Linked DNA regions of Sus scrofa: regions 1 and 3 are each linked to region 2. The links are chromatin contacts, called in public Hi-C and promoter capture Hi-C maps. All regions are on one chromosome and are shown on one strand. Each heading gives the region's core, a stretch centred on a gene start, on an enhancer-like site or on the middle of the called end of the contact. The rest is flanking DNA. Distances are from core to core; before and after follow the strand shown. Region 1 holds the start of BHMT (betaine--homocysteine S-methyltransferase). Region 2 holds the start of BHMT2 (betaine--homocysteine S-methyltransferase 2). Region 3 overlaps DMGDH (dimethylglycine dehydrogenase, mitochondrial).

The links. Promoter capture Hi-C pulls out the DNA fragments that hold promoters and counts their contacts. A called contact is a pair of places that touch in the nucleus more often than the background predicts.
Region 1: a promoter capture Hi-C map of liver shows a contact between it and region 2, with 5 times the contacts expected there. The contact joins the promoter of BHMT here to the promoter of BHMT2 in region 2. A contact is called at or near these places in 1 of 5 promoter capture datasets (liver) and 6 of 47 Hi-C or Micro-C datasets (adipocytes, heart right ventricle, liver and 1 more).
Region 3: a contact with region 2 is called in a Hi-C map of liver, with 2.6 times the contacts expected there. The contact joins the enhancer-like site here to the promoter of BHMT2 in region 2. A contact is called at or near these places in 1 of 5 promoter capture datasets (liver) and 5 of 47 Hi-C or Micro-C datasets (embryonic fibroblasts, fetal liver and liver).

Annotation. Positions count from the first base shown.
Region 1 is chr2:87,909,341-87,912,372 of Sscrofa11.1, forward strand. It overlaps BHMT (betaine--homocysteine S-methyltransferase), which reads left to right and starts at 1,753. Exons shown (of 8, transcript NM_001200042.1): 1 at 1,753-1,862. The coding sequence starts at 1,830.
Region 2 is chr2:87,865,303-87,868,282 of Sscrofa11.1, forward strand. BHMT2 (betaine--homocysteine S-methyltransferase 2) reads left to right here and starts at 1,329. Exons shown (of 8, transcript NM_001204771.1): 1 at 1,329-1,378. The coding sequence starts at 1,346. DMGDH (dimethylglycine dehydrogenase, mitochondrial) reads right to left here and starts at 1,887. Exons shown (of 15, transcript XM_021084481.1): 1 at 1,060-1,887; 2 at 1-136. The coding sequence starts at 1,160.
Region 3 is chr2:87,827,606-87,830,436 of Sscrofa11.1, forward strand. DMGDH (dimethylglycine dehydrogenase, mitochondrial) reads right to left here. Exons shown (of 15, transcript XM_021084481.1): 10 at 1,481-1,646; 11 at 890-1,020. Among named protein-coding and RNA genes, the nearest start is that of BHMT2, 38 kb to the right of the region's middle. Within about 2 kb of position 1,551, at least 2 of the 83 cell types and tissues checked have an H3K27ac peak or open chromatin away from gene starts, as enhancers often do. A contact at or near this core is called in fetal liver and liver, where this site is marked.

The sequences.
Region 1 (3,032 bases), core at 503-3,002, 44 kb after region 2:
AAAAAAAAAAAAAAGTGAAGGTGGAAAAGTAACTAAATAAACTAAATTTTCTACATTTAAATACAAATCCTTATCTATACATGTATACATTTAGACATGCCTAGTCTAGGAGAACAGAACAGGAAATAGTGGTTACCTCCAGGCAGGACTTGACCTGGGAACAGCAGCCAGAGAAAGATTTTTCATATTTTTGCCATGTGTCTATATTAACGTACTAAAAATTTTCAATTCATTTTTTTAAGTGCTGCTAGTTTAAAATCGCTCCTAAGTTTTACTAAATTTGGATGAACTATGAAAATGACAGTGTCGGCTTTCAGTTTTTGACTATGGGAGCCCTGATACCGCCCCCTAGCGCCTGGTATCCACCACTGCAACTGTTCTATGCAGCTATACCTGGGCTCACTCTGAACCTCTTTGTCTCACCAGTGTTCACCAGGTTAATAGTATAAGCAGTTAACGCGTTAAGTAACTTAGCTGTTACCTACTCAGATACTCCAAAGCTTTCATGGTATAAAGTCTAGGCACTGTGAAGGATGCCTACATTACCTCATGCCTCAGTCTTGGTGGACAAGTGAAATAATAGATCATTTGAATTATAATATATGCATCCATCAACCTTCCTATTTTTTTTCCTACTTCAAACCTGACAATTACCTGAAGCAAAAGGACTTTTCTACTTCTCAGTTTCAACTGCACATAATTTTAGCAACAAAGTTTGTATTAATTCATCGTTTGCTACAGTAATTTCTTTCCTTGCATTTGTTAAAATAGAGGCTATTGTTCCACATACAAAAACTTCCTTATGTGCTTTTGTGTATTTGGACAACAGTTTCTGAACTCTATTTCATATTTTTAAATTGTTCTCTAGGGTACTTTCTATTATGTTGTACATTTTAAAAGCAATATTTTCATTATTTTAAAGTCAATGTATTTTCACTGTAAAGAGATTTCAGGAAAATACAGTAAAACACAATGAAGAAAATAAAAGACCTAACTCTACCATCAACAGATAACTGCTGTTAACATTTCTATTTCCTTCCAGTTTCTCAAATGCCTGTACATTTTTAGACAGTTTCACACTGAATGTTTGACATCGCTAAAGTACATTTCCACTGTCATATACAAAGGTGAAGTGTTTGTCTTTGTTAAATGTTGCAAAGATATTGATAGAAAGTACAAGGCATGTTTGGACTTAAGGGGAGAAGGTCATTTTGAACACATGCACTAATGCAGGGTCAGTATCAGACTTTTCTGTAAAGGCCATATTTTGTTCGAATCCATAACCACTGGACGTATAATCACAGAGGTCACACTTTAGGCTGAAGTTCTTCCAGGGCATGGCCTCCTCGTTCAAGAATCTTGTATCCTCGGCCTTTGACAAATATTTGGGCATTGGATGGCGTTTTTAGGGGCCTGGTCTGGCAACCTAAGTAATGGTAACAGGATCCCAGGCAAGGAGGAGTACATCAGGATTTCTCCTCGAGAAGAAAAGAGGGGTGGGCACAGGTAGAGCTGAAACCCGAGCAGATGGCAACCTACTTGTTTTTTTCTTCTTAACTTACTTCTGGACGAGTTCACCTATTTGCAAGAATAATCTCGATCACTCCCTCAGGAGGCCGATTCCAGAGGAGCCAGGATAAAAGGCTGGGGGGCGTGTTCCCTGCCGGAGGCCCGCGTTGGACCGCGGGGAGGCTGGGGAAACCTACCGCGTGAGAGCTGCAGGTATAAAGAGCTCCGCTGCCGCCGCTGGGCAGCTGCAGGCTTCGAAAGGGAAACCTCGTCGGTTCCAATCCAAATCCGTTTTCGAGTACCATCCGGACACCTCGAATATGGCTCCGGTTGGGGACAAAAAGGCCAAGAAGGTGAGTCTGCAGGGACCCGAGGGTGTCCTCGGTCCTGGCCGGCCGAGGCTCTGGGTTTTGACCCACCAGCGGGCATCCCAGCCTCGGCAAGCCCAGTGGGAGCCCTGCAACTTCGGCTGCGGGACCCCACGGCGCCTCTGAGCCCCTACTCCCGTTCCACGTCCAGAGCGCCCCCTAGAGCTATGTGACCCCGAACCCCAGGCGCCCGCCACCAAATCTCCGATTCTCCCAACGTCTTGAGACCCATACGCCAAGACCAGAGCACGCCTGCAAGATGCAGCTCCTAGACCCACAGGGACGACTTCCCTCCCCCATGGCAGTGGGACCCGGGGTCGCCCTGCTGCGCGCCAGGACCTCTCCGGGTCTGTGCCCGTGCCGCTGCACGCGCGCCCCTCAGTGCCCTGCGTGTGCCAGGCAGGGAAGCTCGCGCCCCGGCTCCGCTCCGACGGTTTCTGGCGGGCACCGCCGGTCTCCGGGCTCCCTACCTGCAGGGTCCTCGATGCGCCCACCAGCCCGCCCCGCTGCAGCGCTAAGGCTCTGGCATTGGTCGGGCGATGGTAAGTTTTCATCTGCAGCTGGGTTTCAGCGATAACAGAAAAATGCACCGTGTGGGCCTCGAAAAGATAGTTCTAGAAAAAAATGAGCATCGTGGCCGTAAAATATTGAGGTAGGGCTGTTAAGTTTTAAAAACAAAAGCCCAGTAGCAAGCCCACCCTACTCTTGGGACGAATGTTTTAAGTCCAGACTCTGGGCCTTCCTCTGGTTGTAGGGATGTAGGAGGCGGGACGGGTGGGGGTGGGAGGGTGGCGATGGATGGATAGACGCACTGATAATAGGACAATGGTTGGGAGGAGAGGAGAAGGACAACGGAGGAAGGAGGGAGTCTGCTTGGCCCTTGAGTGTCAAAGCACCCAGCCCCAACCCTGGCGGACCGAGGCCCAGGAAATGGCAGGGAAGAAGACCGGGCCAGGCCACCTGTTCCCCTTCAGCTGTAAGGACAGTGCAGGCAGACCCGGCTCTGAAATTCATTACCAACCATCCCTTTAGAAACGGACTGTACCTAGTTTCTAAAGGAATGACCATGCCTCAAATTAAAGAGATCTCCACACAAGGAAAAACAATTGATTAGGTGGATCCAATGACATACATCTACTAAAAGAACACTTGATG
Region 2 (2,980 bases), core at 79-2,578:
CAGGAGGACCACATCTTTCATGCCCGCTTTGGCCAAGTGATAAGCCAGACTCACACCAACGCAGCCACCTCCAATTATCACTGTTTCTGCTCTGTCTTTCCATCTTGTTTCTGCAGATAAGGGTGCGTTTTCCTCTCTGGAAGACAATTTTTTAAGAGTAGCTTTACTCCGCAATTGTAGCTAGAGTTTTTGTGGGGTTTTTTGTTGTTGTTGTTGTTTTTTCTTGACTGGTGTGCTAGTTTTCTTCTGGTACCTAACATCTAGTGCCAGTGAGATTTGCATGTGCTGATTTAACCATTCGGGAAGCCTAAACTTGACTTAGGCAAACTGGTTGGGGGAACAAGGGGGGAGGTATTTGAACCCCATTCCACACAATTCTGGCCCACTGTAGGTAATTAATAGAGCTAAAGAACTGAACAGACGGCTTCTTTTTCTCAAAGAATCTAGAGAATATTTTTTCTCAGTCTACTTTAAAAACACAATTATAGTCATTTTATTCCATAAAAAAAATAATCATAGTTAAGTCTATTATCTGTAAATCTTGGATCACCTCCTCCCTCTCATGTTTTCCAGGCTGAAAAGAGTCACAGGGAGCACAGGTTCTTCCCCACTTAACTCCCTCTCTCCATGTACCTGCTTCTCTAGTTATAATTATTGCTCACTGACTTGATATATGTATTGGCATGACTGTCTTCCTAGCTAGATCATGAGCTTCTCCAAGACGCACTGTAAAAAGCGAGGTATAAGTCAGTCAAGGAAGCCCATATAAATATACACCTGTGTTTGCCTCGCCATAGACCGTCCCTGGATAGATACAGAAGATACTGCTAACAGCCGACTGGGGAAGGGATGGGGTAGGAGAGGCTTTGCACCGGAAACCCTTTGATACTCTCCCTTTGTACGGTTTTGCATGGAAAAGAGCAGATATAATTCAAGAAGCAATCCGAATGCCCATTTCTCAGGGTTGGAGCGCCCCTAACTGGGTGACCGCCTGAGCCCTTCGCTTTCACCCTGCAGCCGCCCAGCCGCGGGCCCCGGAGCAGACCCGGCACCACTCACCCTTCGCGGGCGCAGACGGAGCGCGGACGGCCGGGGGAGCCCCGTAGCGGGAAGCTCCGCAGCTGGAGGCCCCGCAGCCGCTGCGCGCCCGGGCGGAACATGGCGAGGGCGAGGCCGAGGCCAAGGGCGAGGGCGCCGGCACCTGCTCGCAGGGGCAGCAGAGCGGGGGTGGGTGGGGAGCGGGGGTAGGAAGGGTGGGGATGGAGACCCTCCCCCGGGCGAGGGGCGGGCTCCTAGCTCTCTCTGCGCGCTCCCCGCCACTTGGCGCCCGCACAGCCGCGGCGAGATGGCACCGGCTGGAAGTCCCCGCGCCAAGAAGGTGAGTTTCGGGAAGGTACAGAGTCCTCCCGGCTGCCGGGCTCCACCTCAGCCCCTAGCCGAGGTCTGCGGCCCGGGCGAGGCACCTTGTCGGCTCTGAGCCTCGGTGTACCCGATCGCGGGTCGCGGGGACGACAGTACCTCCGGGTGTCAGGATGAGATCACAGTCTTGGGTAACATTTATGGACTCGGTGCCCGACACAGCCCGACTGCTTTACGCAAATTAAATTATCTTCTCTACATATACCCCCATTTTACAGGTGAGGAAACTGAGGCTCAGAGTCAGAGGACTGGCTCAGAGTCATTCGCCTAGTTCAGGTGGAGCACTGATTGGAAGTTCAGCCCTCGGACTTAGGCCGCGGCACATTTTCAGTCCTCAGCCCATTTGCATCCACAGCTCTTTGACTCAGTGGTCCCAGCGCTCACTCCCTTCAGGATTTGGAAAGGGTCATGGCCTTCAGCTCCCCACCCCCAAGCCTTGGACTGGCCTGAAACCGGTCCGGCAGGAACACACCCAAACCCAGCGGCAGGAGCAGGAGCGGGGTAGGGTGCCAGGGGCTGGGGAGGGGGGGAGCGGGGGTTCCACCATCGCATCCGCCGCCCCAGGCTCCAGACTCCCCTTTCTGGATGGAATCTGGGGGCCAGCTGTTGCTTTGTCCCCCGCATTTCTATGCATGGTGGGGTGAAGGGGTGACAAAGCTAAATTAGGAAGGGAATGAACTTGAATGCAGGAAATCTCCAAACTCCTCAAACAACCCACCTGAGCCCCTGTAATTCAGGAAATGGTGTGGTGAAGGAAGGGGTGATATAGACGTGGAAATGTGCACCGCTGTTTATTTATACTAAAAAGTTAGAAGCATCCAATATGCCCTGCAATAGTCAGCTCCGTAAATAAAGTTCATCCACTTAAATTATGTGGCAGCCCGTTGAAAAGCAAACTATGGGAACAGGCAAAGTGTTTTGGCCATGTTAATTTACAAAAGGAGGTATCTCAAAGGCTGACCCCAATTATATAAAAATGAACTTATGCAGGATACAAAGGAGGATGAAATTACGACAAAGTGTAGGTCAGGCAAAGCTTCACTCTGGCCGCAATGGAAGATAGTTTAGAGAGGGCTGGAGTGAAGCAGAGACCATTTCAATAGTCCAGGGGCAGTGAGGATGGGGGTACCTATGTGAGATGTGTTACACAGATGCACTCGGTGTAACCCTGTGACAGACTGGATGTGCAAGGTCGGAGACTGACCCATAATACCCAAACTGTATGCCCCGGTTTTCCCCTTTAGCATTGTTTGACAGGTAATATTAAATTTGATTCTTAACATAGTTAACTCCACTGAAATGTCTTAGCTGGTCAACGATGAGGTTTTAGACAGTTTTTGGTGATATCTCTGATTCTCTCCCCTGCATTCCTCTGCAGCATTTATTTATTGCACTGTGCTGTGCTCATCTTTTGATCTAATGGCCTTCCCCAAGGTCGCCAGACTTGGAGCTTCTTGAGGGCGGGGACCATGTCTTAATCCTGCATTTATAGTATCCCTCTTGCCTAGAACCGAACCTGGCGTTCGGAAAGGTCTCGAGGAAAGTTGAAAGTTTAAGAAAG
Region 3 (2,831 bases), core at 301-2,800, 37 kb before region 2:
CAAGTTCCTTTAAGCCAACCTTCAGTTTCCTCATCTGAAAATGGGAATAATATATACTTTGCAGACATATCCGTTAAAATAATTTCTTTAGATAATATGTAGAAAGGGTTCTGATATATTGGTGATGCCTAATAAATGAAAGTTATTATTACTAGAACCAATGAACCCTAAGGATGGATCACTTTTTGGAGGGAGATAGGGACAGAGGCCCTCACTTCAAATAATTTCCTATAAAGACATGACGTTTATTTAAAACACTAAGGTTTAAGAATTAAAGTTGTAGGAGTTCCCGTTGTGGCACAGTGGAAACAAATCCGACTAGGAACCATGAGGTTGCAGGTTCGATCCCTGGCCTCACTCAGTGGGTTAAGGATCCAGCGTTGCCATGAGCTGTGGTGAAGGTCACAGACTCGGCTCAGATCCTGCGTGGCTGTGGCTGTGGTGTAGGCTGGCAGCTGTAGTTCTGATTAGACCCCTAGCCTGGGAACCTCCATATGCCGCGAGTGCAGCCCTAAAAAGACAAAAAGACAAAAAAACAGAATTAAAGTTGCACTTTATTTTTAGAGCCACAGGTACAGCATATGAAAGTTCCTAGGCTAGGGGTTGAATTGGAGCTGCAGCTGCCTGCCTACACCACAGCCACAGCAACGCCAGATCCAAGCCATATCTATGACCTACACTGCAGGTCACAGCAATGCCGATTCTTAACCCACTGAGTGGGACCAGAGATTGAACCTGCATCCTCATGGATACTAGTCAGGTTCGTTTCTGCTGAGCTATGACGGGAAATCCAAAGTTGTACTTTCCATTACTGGTAAAAGAAAACCTCCATGCAAGACTGGGCCAGTATAAAATCCATATAAAATTTTATTACTAGCTGATTACTTACCTAAGATCATGAAGTTCTGATCCAGAGCCGGTTATTAATAGAAACTCCCCAGGAGACTGGTGAGAAACAGTCAACTCAGCATATACTCGACCTTTTGGTGTTAACATGTGACTTATATTTGTACAACCCACCTACACAAAAGAATTTTAAATTACCTCGGGATGAAATAAAAAATCTTAGGTGTCCTTTTAATACCACCTGAAAATTTAAATGTGGGTGTCAACAGTGAGAAACCTCTCAATCTTATCATTTACATCAATTGTGTGAACAATCTGTAAATTTGAACCCAATATTAATTTTAAAGTTTTCAGGTGAAATGATCACTATAATTACTTGTCATAAAATTCAGCCAATTGCACAATTTCCATTGACACAATAAAGCAAGGCCCTAAGGTCTTTGGATGATAATTCATTCCACAAAAATTTTACATTTGAAAATTAGCCAGAATACCCGTGGTCAGGTAAAGAGTTCTGATGTTCAGACAGAAATCCTTCAGTGGATTGAAATAACATATTGGTTTTCTGAAAATGAGAGGACAGAGAAGTAAACAGACCAGAACCCTGGACCTTGTAATCTACAAAGTTATTTACCTGGGGAATGACATTGGCAAAGAGATGGTCCAACAACCTAACGGAGTCTTGGCCTTTGACGGTAAATTTGCCAAACGGTGACAGGTCAATCACCCCTACTTTTTGCATAACCTGTTTATACTCTGAGCCCACAGGCTCAAACCAGTTTGTGCGGCGAAAACTTGGCCTGAAACACAGTGTTTGTCATGAAGCAGGGGTCATTCAGTTTCAGAAAATTACAGGATATTTGAACGAGCCCTATTTATCTAGAAAATTTCATTTAGGGAACAAGATGCCACCTGTTCTGCAAATCATACATATATGTTGGAATATGATTTTTTTTTTCTATGGAGGTTCCCAGGCTAGGGGTCGAATCAGAGGTACAGCTGCCAGCCTATGCCACAGCCACAGCAACGCTGGATCCTTTTACCCACTGAGCAAGGCCAGGGATCAAACCCTCATCCTCATGGATACTAGTCGGATTTGTTTACTCTGCGCCACAATGGGAACTCCCTGGAATATGATTTTTAAAGATATTCATCTATCCCTTGACCCATTTCATAGTGAATGAAGTATTCATTAACCAAAAAAAGATAGGCACGTGGGCTCTCAGATCTGAAAAAGAGCTTAGAAGTCAACCAGGCAGGTGGTTTTCAACCTTGGTTACATATTAGAATCACCTGGAGGACTGTTTTTTATTTTTTTGCCTTTTAGGGCTGCACCTATGGCATATGGAGTTTCCCAGGCTAGGGGCTGAATTGGAGCTGTAGCCACCCGCCTACACCACAGCCACAGCAACACGGGATCCGAGCCTCGTCTGCGACCTGCACCACAGCTCACCGCAACGCCAGATTCTTAACCCACTAGGTGAGGCCAGGGATCAAACCTGCATTCTCATGGATCCTAGTCAGGTTCCTTAACCACTGAGCCCCAAAGGAAACTTCTGAGGGAGTATTTTCAAAATACTAATTGTTTGGACATAATTAAATCACAATATATGAGGGGTACAGCTATCGTGTCCAGTGCTTCTCAAACATTTATGCAAATACATCACTTGCACTTGTTGAGATGAAGATTCCGATGCAGCAGGTTTGGGGCCCTAGATGCCACACCCTAACAGGCTCCCAGGTGAAGCTCATGCTGGTCCACGCCTGAAGTAAATAAGCAAGGACCTCGTCCAACATCTTCATTTTTCAGAGATAAGGCACAAAGTGACTTCCAAGGCCTTTGCATTAATTACTGACAGAGCTGGGCCTGGAACAAAGGTCTCTTGACTCCTTATGCAAGGTCCTTGCTACTCTACAGAGTGGACTTTTAATGTGGTATTTGAACTTCAGAGCAGGATGCTAAGTCTGCAAAATGAGTTTTCAGT